2 separate regions of the Mus musculus genome follow, and region 1 is linked to region 2. Evidence: chromatin contacts called from public HiChIP or PLAC-seq data. All regions are on one chromosome and are shown on one strand. Each heading gives the region's core, a stretch centred on a gene start, on an enhancer-like site or on the middle of the called end of the contact. The rest is flanking DNA. Distances are from core to core; before and after follow the strand shown. Region 1 has its middle 22 kb from the start of Gm35756. Region 2 has its middle 12 kb from the start of Gm40044.

Region 1 (7,390 bases), core at 946-3,445, 190 kb before region 2:
GAAGAGTAGTGAAGCAAAACTTCAGAGTGGCCAGAAAGCAGAGAGAGGGAGAAGAGTCAAAGATCCCAATGGCACACCCATTCATGGCACACCCATTCATGGTACACCAGTGACCTAATGTCCTGCCACCAGACCCCACCTCCCAAGGGGCCACCACTCACTAACAGCCCTGCATGAAGAAGAGGGAACTTTGCATACAAGTGCCTTTGAGGGCTACTCCATGTCCACAGTAACAATCAACAATTAACCATAAAACATATTCTTATTAACTACATATTCATTTATTTCAACAGTACTAATAATTATAGTACAGACTAATATATATTGTAAGAGAAAATAATTATTATTTTCAACATAAAGAAAGTACTGGAAAAAAGAAACGGCCTTGATAAACATTTTTTTTCAAATCTCTTCTGTAACAGAAGCCAGCTAGAGTCTCACCTCTGCTTCTGCCTTCAATCTGTTGTGATAGCACAGGTCATGCTGCCTTGGGAAAATGCTCTAGTGTGCTCAGAGGAAAATGAAAATGAAATGGATAAATAGTAGCTTAGTACTACAATAAAAAAAATTTTGACCTTTCAGACCCCAAAGATTCCAGGACCATATCTTAAAAACTGGCATTCTAACAAATGCCCCCCCCCCACATGCAGAAATTGCAAGGTCAATGCTGACCGGACAGGGGCCAGCAAGAAGGCTGAATCTGAGAGAGAAAGACTTTGCTTAAATATCTATAAACGGATAAACAATTTTCTCCATACTAACAACACACTGAGAGGGTAAACTCCAACGGTCTCCAGACACAGGGATGCTAAGCAGAGTTGAAGGGCATTCTCTAAAACAGAAAGACTTGGTGGAGTCACACGTAAGATGTGATGAGGTCTCTCTTCCCTCTCACCCTAGCGGAATTCTAGAATCCAGAGAGTCTGGTTTGTTAATCAGCCCTCAGTACACACACACACACACACACACACACACACACACACACACACACACACACACACAAACACACAAACACACATACACACACCCCAAAATATTAGGTGATTAGGTGATTTCTCTAAAGAGACTAAAGAATTTAGAAAAAAAATACTGTGTTACTATATCCATCAATGAAATAGCTCCAATCAACTACTCTAAATTATTGCTCTGGTCTTGGCAAGCTTTATCCCTAAACACACATTTTTAGCTAATTTCTTATGTGCTAAGACATTCTCAGAAAGAAAATGGAAGGGCCAAGTGTGTGAGAAAACAAAGAGAAGGCGCGTTCATTAAGTACCACAGGAAGTTAAAACCACAAAAACAGTATCCAAAACTCAATACATGTTTTTGAGAGATAACACTTCAAAAGGCTTTTAGAAAATAGAGAAAAAAATGATGGAAAAATATTGCTTAGAAAATTAGGAATCAATACAACTTAAACATAGAGCAAATATGACCCCAGAAAGAAGCCATTTAAAGATTTAAGACATTTTTCAATTTCAATAAATACATAAGAAAAATGTAGAATACAAGAGCTTAGGTGTCAAAATTGAGAGATCTTATTTTTACCAGGAAAATACACAAATATAGAAAGGGGAAATCATAAAAATAAAACTCCAGAATGCAAGAGAAAAAAGAAAAGATCCTAAAAGTTTAAAATAAATAAATAAATAAATAAATACAAAAATAGATATATGACAAAGATTCAGTCTGGCATCAGACCTGACTGGCTACTCTGGAAACCATGACAATGAAGCAAAGCCTTCAAAATCCTCAAGAAAAATGAATCCGTGAAGAGATCGCCCTTCGGGGCTGAAAAGAGACACATACGCAAATGTAGACTCTAAAAAGATTGCATCCCAGGTAACCTTCCCCAAAATGCAAGGAGAAGTAACCCTGGCCGGGGATGCAGCCCACTTAGTGGGAGACGGTGTGCGGGGCACACACAAAACTCTAGGCTCCACCCCAGCAGAGCAAGCCAGACACGGTGGTGGCTCACCATGATCCCAGCACTCGGAAACAGAAAGACCAAACTTCAGGATCAATCCTCAGTACAGATTGAGTCTGTGGCCAGCCTGGGCTACAGAACAAGGAGAGCAGGGGAGGAGGAAAGAGGAGGAGGAAGGAAGGAGAGAAGGGAAAGGTAGGAGGAGTGAGGGGTGAAGTAATACGGAGCAGATTCTCCAGGCAAAACCAAGCTCCCGAGGACTTCAACCTCTGGAGAAACTGGAAGCAGCCGCAGGAGAAACCAGAAGCAGAGCCATGCAGCTGAGCTGTTCCCACACTCACTACCCACAGAAACTGTAGGAAAAAAGCAATAATCGGTCCTTTTGTGCTGCTAAATGCTCGGGTGGTTTGTTACACAGCACTAGGCAACCAACTCATAGGAAATCCAGAACATAAATGAAAGAAAGCCAAGATAAAGAAACCCAGAGCACAGCTGTGCGGTCCCCCTAGAGAGCGCACAGTCCAGCTAGAAGCAAGGAGCACAATGGATCCATCTTATTTATTTTTATAGTAGGCAGAAGGTGTATTATTTCACTTCAGAGTGAATGTGCATTTCGGGATATTCACAAACGACAGCTTCAGACTAAAGTGCTAAAAAAAATTATGCACAAAGCGAAGCAAAAGGGAAAATAAAGTAATTATTAACTCGGAGGGGGAAATGTGTTCAGGAAAGTAAACAGTACATGCCCAGATCAAGTGTGAAAACTATTTACATAGTTACAGTAGCAAGGAGAGTAAACACTGACCCTCAAAATCCTGATGTTTGTGCTGTAGATGCTAGGAAATAATCACGTGTGAGACAGAGGGTGAGACAGGGCACAATTGAGAAGACTGAAGTATATCCTCCCTTTCTTATCTTATTTTCTTCCCTTCTTCATGGTGTGTGTGTGTGTTTGGGTGTTGAGGCAGACTCTGTCAGGGTATTGTCCTTCATCACTCTCTACCTTACTTTCTGAGACAGGGTCTTCCACTGAACCTACAGCGATCTATATCAGCTAGACTGGCTAGCTGTAGAGCCCCCAGAATACACGTCTCCACCACCACCACCACCACCACCACCACCACCATCACCACCACCACCATCACCACCACCACCACCACCACCACCACCACCACCATCACCACCACCACCATCACCACCACCACTACCACCACCACCACCACCACCACCACCACCACCATCACCACCACCACCATCCCCACCACCACCACCACCACCATCACCACCACCATCATCACCACCACCACCATCACCACCACCATCACCACCACCACCACCACCACCACCACCACCACCACCACCCAAGCTCTAAAAATGCAAGTATACACTATCAGGCCCAGTTTTTACGAGGGTACTAGAGAGCAGAACTCAGTTCTCAACAAAATAGAAGCAAAAGCAAAAACACATTAGGCCCTGAGCCATCCCTTCATCATGAAATGTATCATTTAGAGTTGGTACATCAACAGATAATGAGATAATGTCTAAAAGACAAAGGGTTGTTTTTTGTTTTTGTTTTGTGTGTATGTGTGTGTGTGTAAATATGTTTTTGAAGAATTTAAAGTTGATATGAGAACAGCAGTTAATGAAACAGAACGTTTTTAACTTTGGGAGCAGAAATTAAGTGCACGGAGGAGATTCAGCAAGGGTTCTTTCCATGTTCCTTGTTATCAGTTTCGTATCAGAAAACAACATGGTTAAAATAAACTTTAACAAGATTTGTCTAGCGTAGGAGGACATCAATACACAAAGTCTTCAACGAGTAAATCACTCGACAAAAATGACTTCTCTGTGTCAGGAGCCAGAATATGATATGAAACTAGAAACAGATGAAGTTTTCCCTCACAGGTAGACTGAGAAGCCACCTACAAGCCTTCCTACATCCTAACCCATCTCTGTGGGTTAATCTCCATTGTCAAGGCGAAGGGAGTTACAATCACCACATACATCTTGAGTTATATCTGTGAGGGTGTTTGCACAAAGGGAAGCCCTACCCTGAATGTGGGGTAAACAAAGAATGCAGGACTGGATGAAGAGAGAAAGCAAGCTGAGGGCTTGCTTCTGCCCTGACTGTGCACAGTATCACACTCTGGTGACACCTCCCTACCTGACAGACTGCACCCCTCAAGTGTAAGACAATGGAGGCCCTTCCTCCTTTAAGTTGCTTCTCATCCGGTATTTGGTCAAAATGATGAGAGATGTAACTAACACACCTGGGAACTGCTATCTCCCCAATTCTCAGAGAGTGTTTTTTTTTTTTTTTTTATTAAATCAGTGCACGGCTTGAGAAGAAGCAGTTGACTTTGCTCCACCTGAAAGCACTTAGTAGGACTTGGCGCTGATGAGTAGGAGAAACCTTGAGCCTTTGCTGTACCGCCTGTGGCTCCACGTCTTAAATTCTGACTCCTTTATGCAGCCTCTGCCTCCAGCACACGCTAACTTCCCAATATGCCTTTTTACTCACCATACTGATTTGCAAACTTAATCTCAGCCCCTGGAAATAGCAAAATATCATGAAGATTGGAGACTGCAGGTCACAGAGCATAGACAGAGCCCTCACCCCCAGGGGTCTCTATTCTCCCCATGGCTGAGGTCCAAAGAGTGGTGGGAAATGGAAAGGTGCTGGTTATGAAGTGGCTCACCTACCCAGCGATGCCCTTCGGCTCTCAGAGCCAGCACAGATGGGCGCTTGAGACATCTCAGGACAATAACTAAGATGAATGACCACTTCCTACAGAGCTCCCACATGATTTTCAATGCCAAAGAACCACAGCCATCCTGGCCTTACACTGAATATCTCTACCAGACTTGAGTTTAATGCTTCGACAGCCAAGCAGGTACCCCCCAAGGCTGCCTGTCAGAATATAGATGACTGGCAAAAAGACAAGCCACTCTAGATCAAAGGATAAAGAGATGTCATTCCCTCATCTCTTTGAAACTGTCCCAAGGCCCAAGACAAATGCTTGACTCTTTCACATCTAAAGCCAATTAAGCAAATAGAGTTGGTTGAGTTTGAAAGTTGGAAGACAGGTGACATTTTTTGAGGGTTCTGCCCTAGAACTCCCCATTGTTTTGACACCAGCTAGTGGGGTGGGTTACAACACAACCCCAGTTGTAACAGACCTTTCCGACTGAGAGAACGAAGGCCTGTTTTAAAGCAACTTCACTTCGTGTAGGTCACAGTGACTTTGAAAACTGGTTTCTTTCCTTGTTCTCTCTCTTTTCTTTGATGGGGGTTTTGCATTGCTTTCTTCATCTGAAAGTGCTGTGGTGATAGTAAAACCCATACTCTAAGCTAGGACAGGTCTAGCCTCTCCGTGTCCATCATGAAGACTAACAATTATGCCTGGGGAAAACGTAGCAAAAATGTAAGCGGTGAATAGGGACCACCAGGGCCTCAGCTTGCCCATGCCAAAGAATTGTCTGGCTCAATCTCTGTTACAGATGTTTATGTATATGAAAATGACCAAAGTTAAACCAAATAAAAACCACAATTGGTTACCCCCCCCCCTCCTTGTTTGTGTATTGTTCTGTAACAAGGTCTCTGTGATCTCAACCATCAGCTTGCTCAGACCTACGATAACCACAGAAACAAGACCCTGGGCACACACACACTAGTGAATGCACAGAAACAAGACCCTGGGCACTCATGCACTAGTGAATACCTAAAGTGGGTTAACGGAGGTGAGAAGATCCACCAGGGTGTGGGTGGCGCTGCTCCGTGGGATTGATCCCTGACTTGGATACAAAGGAGGAAACAGTATGCTGAGCACCAACAAGGATCACTCTCCACTGCTTCCTGATTGCAAAAGCAACCCGGCCAACCATCTATCTACCCGTGCCTCCCACCAAGACTTCCCTGTCATGATGGACTGCTTCCCTTTGGCCCATAAACCTAAAGAAAGTCTCCTTTCCTCAACTTGCTTTTATTCGGCATTGGTGACCAAAGGAAAAAAAATGACGAGCACAGTCTCCTATGACCCAAGCTGACCTGGAACTCTGCTGTGCAGCCCAGCCAAGGATGGCCTTGAACTCCTGATCCTCCTGCCTCTACTTCCTTGCACCTGGCGATCCATATCAGAAACTCAGCATTCTTCACTCAGGCCTTGTGAGCAGATTCCTTTCCTATGCGCATACTCGGGAACACCAAAGAACCATTGCCATGAAGTCTCCACATATACAGAGCTGTGTAGTGCACAAATAAGTTAATCTACATAATAAGTTAAGCAAGAAGTTAAGGAATAAGTTAAGGGGAAAAAATTGAAGGGAAAAAAAATGTCCATCAAGAAAACAGCATGTTTTTACCTCCGGAGCAGAGCAGCATTTGTGCACAGCAATGTTTATTGAAGGAGTATGTTCCAGGAATTATCCTAGGCTCTAGGGAACATAGCAGCCCTCTGAGTATCTGCTGATGCTAAATAAAAATCCCAAAATTTAGTGGCTCAAAAAATAACTATCAAGAGCTATAGATGTAACTCAGTGACTCAGGTCCTATCCTTAACACTGTGTGGAAAACGATACTAAGGTGGTAGGGATGGGGGTATTGTTTTGATTAATATGCCTCATGGTTCTGTCGTCTGACTTCTGGGGTTACCTGAACTCCACGGTATCTGATACGGCTCCAACCAGATAGCAGCAGCAGCCTGGGGTCACCCTAAAGGCTTCCTCACACACTTGACAGGTGATGCTAGCTGCCCTTGAAGAACTCAGCTCCAGCAGCTAAACAGCCTCCTAGCATAGCCTGGGTGTTATTCACAGCGTGCCAGCAGGGTGTCAAGAGGACTATCTGTGTGCCACATAGCCTTTTAGGACTTATCCTTCCAAATCTCTTTGCAATAGTCACTAGCCTGCCAGGATGGGGACCTAGGAGGGGATGACTAGGCACACTCCACCTTTGATGAGAAGAATGTTAATGTCACAGTCTAGCAAGACGAGATAGGGTGTGACACCTTACAGTGAGTGGACTTAGTGGCTCACACCTGTGATCCCAGCATGCAGGAGGCTGAGGGGGAAGATGCTGAGCCCAAGGGTGACCAGTTATAGTCTCAAATTATCAAAGAGAAAAGAAAGGGGGGATTCAACCTGTCATGACAAATTAGCAGAAAGTAGGAGGTTTTTACTCTCGTATCCATTCTTGGGGCGTGGGGGACCTGGCTAGAAACAAATCAGGAGAGAGAGGGGAAATGCCCCGTGGTGATAGCATCTATGAAGAAATCTATAAGAGAATGGAAGGGATGCAGAGGAAGTCAGAAATACAATCTTTTATATAGCGTGGCTATGGAAGATTTCTTTGATTAGGAACCATTTGAACAGAGTTTGTGGAGGAACTGAGACCTGTTGGTAATTAGGGGACAACATCACAGCAGCAAAAACAGCAGGCGAGGAGGTCATGAGGGCAGAAAGCGC
Region 2 (7,034 bases), core at 3,998-6,497:
GCCTGTGTTGTTCCAGTCCCCACTATCGATAAAGATTCACTTGTGTGGCTCTAGTAAGAAAGAAAGCACTTTGCAGAATCGTGGAAACTCAAAAACTCCCTTAGCTGCAGGACTAAGTGGAGGCTCTGGCCCCGCTGCTAACAACCCGATGTTTCTAAGGACACCGACGTTGCTGCATCAGTTTCAGAAGCCTGTCTGCTGCCGCCATATGTCAGTCACCATAAAAGTTCCCGGTTTCCCTAGAGACAGCCGCAACTGCTGACCACCTGTGCTGCTTATCACAGCACAGCTTCACAAGTCATCATTGAGCGGTCAAGCTCTGTATTTTTAATTAAAAATTAACCACAGTGCTGAGCCACCGGATAATTCGTTGCATCTATTACCAATAGACCTCCACGCTGAATGGTGACGAGTAATACTTTCTCCTCAAAAGCTAATCGCAAGCGATATCCTGACATGTAACTTAGTTTTGGTGTTGGGGTTTTGTTTTGTTTTTGTTTTTTGGGGGTGGAGGGGGTTGGTTTGTCTTTTTGAAACAGGATCTCGTTTAGCCCACAATAGCCTTAGGTTCATTATGTAGTTGAAACTTCTAATCCTCCTACCTCAGCCTTCTGAGTGCTCCCATTACAGATGTGCACTACTGTGCCCTGGTTTGTGTAGTATTGGGATGGAATTCAGTACCCACTGCACCATAGGGAAGTTCTAGCAGCTGAGTTACATCCCCAGTCCAGGGTTTTCATAGGTTGGTTGGTTGGTTGGTTGGTTGGCTGGTAGGTTAGTTGGTTGGTTTGGTTTGGTTAGTTGATTAGTTGGTTAGTTTAGTTTTGGTTAGTGGTACTGAGGATTGAACCACATGCTAGCAAAGTGCTCTACCACTGAGCTTAAAATGTTTTACATTGAAACAAGGTTTCACTGAGTTGCCTAGGCTAGCCCTGATCTCTCTTTGTAGCCCATACAGGCAATGAATTTATAATTCTCCTGCCTCTGCCTCCTGAGTAACTGGAATTACATACCTATGCTAGGCCTAGTTCTGCTTTTTAAAAGATTTGTTTCAACTTTCATATTCGCCTAAGTCAATGACTACTAGTTGGCAAAAAAAAAAACCCAATCAGTGGTTCAAAAGTTAATATGCATAGCATGGTGTCACATGCCTTTAATTCCAGCACTTGGGAGGCAGAGGTAAGTGAATCTCTGTGAGTTCAAGGCCAGCCTGGTCTACAGAGCCAGTTCCAGGACAGCCAGGGCTAATACACAGAGAACCCTTGTCTAGAAAAACCAAAAACAAACAAAAAGTCAATATGGAAAACCTGGTGTGGTAGCCCACCCTTGTATTCCGACCCCTCTGGAGGTAGAGGCAGGAGACTCAAGAGTTCAAGTCCAGCAGAAGATACACACCTAGTTTGAGTCCAGCCTGGGTTACATGAGACCCTGTCTCGGAGCAAAACATAAAAACCAAAAATATCAATATGGAACCTTTGCTCAGTGGTCCAAACCTGTAGTCAGTATACACAAGAAGCTGAGACGGGGGAATCTCAAGTTTGAAGTCACATATCTGTTCCATAAAAGAAGGACTTTTCTCAAGTAAAGAGATGAATCAAATAAAAATTTTAGTAAAAGAAACTTGGAGATTGATGAATATGGTGGCAGGTGGCATCCACCTGTGAGCACTGAGCATGGTGGCAGGTGGCATCTGCTAAATGCAACTGGATGAGCGGGCACAAGGCTCTACTGAACAAAATCTCAACTGCCCATTCAGTGGTCTTCTTCTTCTACCCAAGTGGTCTCACTTGCGCATCAGGCAATCTCCAGTTTCATGGGGGAGGTTTGGGCTGTGTGTCCTAGCAACTCAGGCAGCCAACAGGAATGCTTCCTGTGCAAAAAAGGTCATAGCCCGGAGCTCTGGTTAGAGCCGTGCAGGATCTTATTGCTGTTCTCAGTTATTTCCCCATAATCTCTCCCTAGCGGTCCGGCTGACGATAGCCTAGAATATTTGAGCACAGTAATTTGCGAGATTTATGGAAAACAATTTCTCAGGAATGTGCTCTCAATTTTCACTGGGCAAATCCCTCTTTCCCCTGTAAGTGCTGGGGCATATGGGACAGGTAAATGTCTTAATGGGTAGCATAAAAGTAACATTTTTTTCTGGCCCTCGTGGGTGACTCGAATGTAGGGCTTCCGATTCTGTTTTTCACTAGAGCAAATGTTTAGTGCATGGGGAAGGGGGGTGGGGGGGGGAGCCCACCCTTCAACCTGGCTGCCCACACAGCTCAGTCATGGCTGCATCATTTCGCAGACTCAAGTCACTGCTTTCTGGTACATCCATCCTTGGGGAAACAAAGTTTTATTAAATTTCTCTCCCGCAGGTCTTGGTCTCCTACCTGTCTCCTGTATTATAGACACTGGACATGTGCCTTTCTAAGACCTAACACAATAAGATGAAAATAGCCAAAGGCAGCGTGTCTAGGCCTGGGAAGGAAAGATTAATGATAGAAACAAACAATAATGGGAAGTTACAGGGGATCAGAGTGCAGGTAAACACTTTCCGAATGGATGCACATGGCACCTGCCTGCTCCTTAGAACTGGAACGATTACATCCACTATATATTTTTTGGCTTTTTCGTGACACGAAGGAGCTAAGTCATCATCTTGGAATCAGCCAACGAGCAGCTTGAAGACAGAACACAGGCCACCCCGTGTATTCATTCGGCCATATCTACTTATTAAGACGCTACTGTGTTTTACTCAAACCATGCATGCCTTGTGTCTTGTTTTTGATCCTGGAGACAGGGCTGACCTTCAACTCACCACTTACCGGGGAATGACCTGGAAACCCTGATCCTCTTGTCTCCACTCCCCACCACTCCTAGCAACTGGCCCATTCTTAGCTTTGAGTAAACGATCCTTAAGTAGGATTAGATGGCCTTCTGTTCTCTCTTGACACTGAGCAAAGCACTTGTCATAGCACAATCAACCCTCCAAGTGTCTGTCTTCTTAATCACAGAATTGGAGAACGGACACAGGGATTGACATAGTTCTCCCCCGAGGGTTCCCCACCTAGCCCTGCTGCTGACTGCACGAAGGACAGCAAGCCTTCAGTAAAATAACCCAGCCTCACGTGACTGCCAGCGTGAGCACCAGTGTGAGGTCTTTGCCGAGCATCAACAGGAAAGACTGGACCCAACTGTGTGCACAACAGTGAAGTTAAAATAACACCTCCCCAGCGCCCCCTCCCTCTCATTTTGAGACAGGGTCTCATGTAGCTCAAGCTAGCCTCAAACTTAGCATAGAGCGAATGACAACTTTAAAGTCTGATCCTGCTGCCTTCTCCTCCCGAGCCCTGTGTTGACAAGCATGTGCCACCACCTCACGCAGTGCTGAGGATGGAACCCAAGACATCACACATGCTCTGTCAGCATCCTGTCAACAGAGCTGTAGCCACAGCCCAGTGTCTGTCTTCTAAGGGTGAAATAAAGGGCTCCTTAGAAACTGCCCTTAGGGCCAGCTAGGTGGGCTCGGCAGAAAAGAGCACTTGCTGCCAAGCCTGAAAACCTGTGCTCAACCCCAGAGGATCCAGCCGTTGGAAGGAGAAAACCAGCTAACCAGGTCCAGCAAGTTATCCTCTGACTGCCATATAAGAACTGTGGCATGCACACAATAAAAGACATTTTTAGCTGCTTATCATGCTGGCATGATGGCTGTCGGCTGCAATCCTAGTACTCTGAAGACAGAGGCTAAGGAATCTCAAGTCCAAGGCCTGCATGGACTACAGAGTGAATTCAAGGCCGGTCTAGACTACTTAGCGAGACAACCTTGGTTAAATAAGACCCTAGTTCCTTCACATGTCTCTTCTTACCCCAGTTGCCATGAGATTAGACGCCCCACCCCGCCATGCCATGTTCCTGCCATTCTATGCTCAAAGCAACAGGGCTCAGGAGAAGAGTGCCTGCCTAGCCAGCGTGAGGCCTTAAGTTTGAGCCTAGTGAGAGACAGTCAGAGAGTTGCTGTGGATGGCCCCGGTGCTGTTTGCATTTTGATGCTAATTCTGCTTCCTCAAGAGAGGCTTCCCCAATCCTCAGGTGGTTTCCTGTGAATCTTCTCCCCATTGTAACTGGTCAAATAAAGACCAGAGCCTGTGGCTGGGCAATGGAAGGGGAAGGTGGAACTGAAGGTTTTAAGAGAGGGAGAAGAGAGGCAGAGGAGGAGGAGAGGGAGGAAGATGGAGCAGGGCCACGTGGCCCAGAGAAGCCACAAGTAACAAGGGCTCTCATGGCTGAGTAATAGAGTTGTGTAGTGGGAAATCTGCCCGATCTAGGGTTTCTCTGTATAGCCCTGGCTGTCCTGGAACTCACTTTGTAGACCAGGCTGGCCTTGAACTCAGAAATCTGCCTGCCTCCCGAGTGCTGGGATTAAAGGCATGCGCCATCACACCCGGCTTTTTTTTTTTTTTTCCATGATGTCTTTTCAACCCTCCTAATTAAATAAAGTTTATCTCGTGTGCCAACCTCTGTCTAAAGTACCTGACTCTAGCTCTCCTGGATTCTCCCAAGGGAAACCATGCTGTAATTGACTTGGTCCGGGTGCCTGACCTAACTGCTCACACTAGCCAGGCATGGTAGGTGGCGGGCGGGGGGGGGGGGGGGGCGATCTCTGAGAGTTTAAAGCCAGCCTGGTCTACATAGTGAGTTCCAAGACATCCAGGGCTACATTGTGAGACTCTGTCTTTTAAAAACATAATAATAATAATAATAATAATAATAATAATAACAACAACAACAACAACAACAAACTACTTACAAGAAAATTTGCTATTTGCAAATAGCAGGTCCCCTTGACACATTTAGAAGACCTGCCCAGTAACACCTGTGGTGAAATGACACCCTTCCTGGACCTCAGGGGTGGGGCTGGGGTCAGGGAGAACAAGAACAAAGACTGCTGGACAATTCAAGGTACTGCCAAGAAGCTATGAGGGCAAAGCAAGCAGGCTTGATCTGTTGGGGTTTTTTGTTGCTGCTGTTAATTGAATGTTTTACTTTGCGATAACTGTAGCCTTACAGACCTTTGTAAGACTATTACAAAGAAAAAGGGAAATACTACAGAGTGATCCCAGGGACCTTTGGCCCAGTTTCCCCCAGTGGTAATTTCTTGCAAAACGATACCACAGAGGAACGGGTAGATGACTCAATGTATAAAGTGCTTGCTTGCTCCACAGACAAGAGGACCTGCTAACCGACTCCTCAGCGCCTCTGCAGAAAGTCAGCAGGATACACCTAAGCCCCAGTGCCAGGGCGGCAGTAACGGCTGACTCCCAGGGCATGCTGGGCTGCCTGTTCAGCCAATGGGCCAGCTTCAGGTTCAGAGAAAGAGCCTGCCTCAAAACAGGAGGTGGAGAGCACAGAGGAATGTGGAGGTTTGTATATGCCTGACACAGGGAGTGGCACTATTAAGAGGTGTGGCCTTGTTGGAGGAAGTGTGTCACTGTGGGGGTGGGCTTTGAGACCTTCCTCCTAGCCACATGGGAGACAGCCTTCTCCTGTCTGCCTTTGACCAAGATGTAGAACTTTTGGCTTCTCCCACATCTGCCTGGACACTGCCATACTCTACCACCTTGATGATAATGGACTGAACCTCTGAACCAGTAAGCCAGCCCCAATTAAATGTTGTCCTTTATAAGACTTGTCTTGGTCATGGTATTTCTTCACAGCAATGCAAACCCTATCTAAGACAAAGAACATACTTCAAGTTGACTTGTAGCCTGTACATATGCATTCAGATGAGAGCCCACCTCATGTATGTATACACACACACACACACACACACACACACACACACACACACACACAGCCTCCTGAAGCAGGCTGGTACAGACCTTGTCCCCACTGATGTGGGGCCACCTGTGGTGCAGCTTTCCTATTTGGCTGGCTTCTTTTGAAGTCAACTGCCCTGAGATTCTGCTACCTGCAGAGAGGCTGAACCTGTCTTCCAGAGACATTCCTGAATAAGCAACAGCCTGGCAACCAAGTGCTAACGGGCTTGGCTGCATGGCGGCATGGCGACAAAGCACCAAGGATGGACTGGTGGGAAAGGGGGGCGCGGATATGGGCCTTCCCCCCTTACAAGCACAGCCTCTTAGTAAACTCTCGGGCCTTGATCAGAGAAAAATTTGTCTTGGCTTCATCATTCTTTTTTCGCAGTCTAGTCTCTTTCAGCCCCAGCCTGCCTTCCAGAAATACCTGGTTCATGTAGGCCGCGGGCCGGCCTCCTACTACACACACACACACACCAAAAAACCAAAATTAAACAATAACTAATACCAAGAAACTAAAGATGGCTCAGCAATTAAGAGCACTGGATGCTCTTGCAGAGGCTGTCAGGTACCTACATGGCAGCTCACAGCTACCAGGGAAACCAATGTCATCATGAAGCCTCCTTGGGTATTAAATACACTTGGGATACACAGATACACATATAGGCCAATCACCCATACACAAAAGTCAAAGATTTGAAGTTACCACCCAAACCAGCCTACTAGTATGGGCTACATGAGACCCTGTGGGGGAAAAACTGGTAAGGGTGGGGCAAGCATGGTAGTGAGGCTACCGCAAACTTCACGTTGGGACTTTGCGCCAACAAAAGTAAAGACAGAGAGGAAGAAGTGAATATGAGATAGGACACAGTGACAGGGAGACATAGGACACTGGCATTTGAGCCAGTCTTGCTATGTAGACCTGGCCTGAGGTTCATACTAAAGGCTGAGTGGTGGAATTGCAAGAGCCACCACACCCAGCTTTCTTCTTTTATAATGTTTCCTGTTACCTAATTCTATGTCAGCTTCAGCTACAGAGCAAATCTGAGGCCAACTGGGTCACTTGTGACTATTAAAACAAACAAACAATCAAACAAACAAACATAACCATTGTTGTCATTGTAACAAAACCCCTAACAGAAGCAGTTCATGGCAGGGTCCTGCTTATTTGGAGGATATCATGACTCAGAAATAAGAGGACATCTGGCTCTTATCTGATCAACATGAAAA

The links. HiChIP or PLAC-seq counts read pairs in DNA pulled down with a chosen protein or histone mark.
Region 1: a contact with region 2 is called in an HNF4G HiChIP or PLAC-seq map of pancreatic cancer cells. The contact joins two enhancer-like sites. A contact is called at or near these places in 1 of 115 datasets of contacts at active chromatin or transcription factors (pancreatic cancer cells) and 1 of 9 other capture datasets (pancreatic islet).

Annotation. Positions count from the first base shown.
Region 1 is chr3:51,017,461-51,024,850 of GRCm38.p6, forward strand. No RefSeq gene overlaps it. Among named protein-coding and RNA genes, the nearest start is that of Gm35756, 22 kb to the right of the region's middle. Within about 2 kb of position 2,196, at least 35 of the 459 cell types and tissues checked have an H3K27ac peak or open chromatin away from gene starts, as enhancers often do. A contact at or near this core is called in pancreatic cancer cells, where this site is marked.
Region 2 is chr3:51,204,799-51,211,832 of GRCm38.p6, forward strand. No RefSeq gene overlaps it. Among named protein-coding and RNA genes, the nearest start is that of Gm40044, 12 kb to the right of the region's middle. Within about 2 kb of position 5,248, at least 92 of the 459 cell types and tissues checked have an H3K27ac peak or open chromatin away from gene starts, as enhancers often do. A contact at or near this core is called in pancreatic cancer cells, where this site is marked.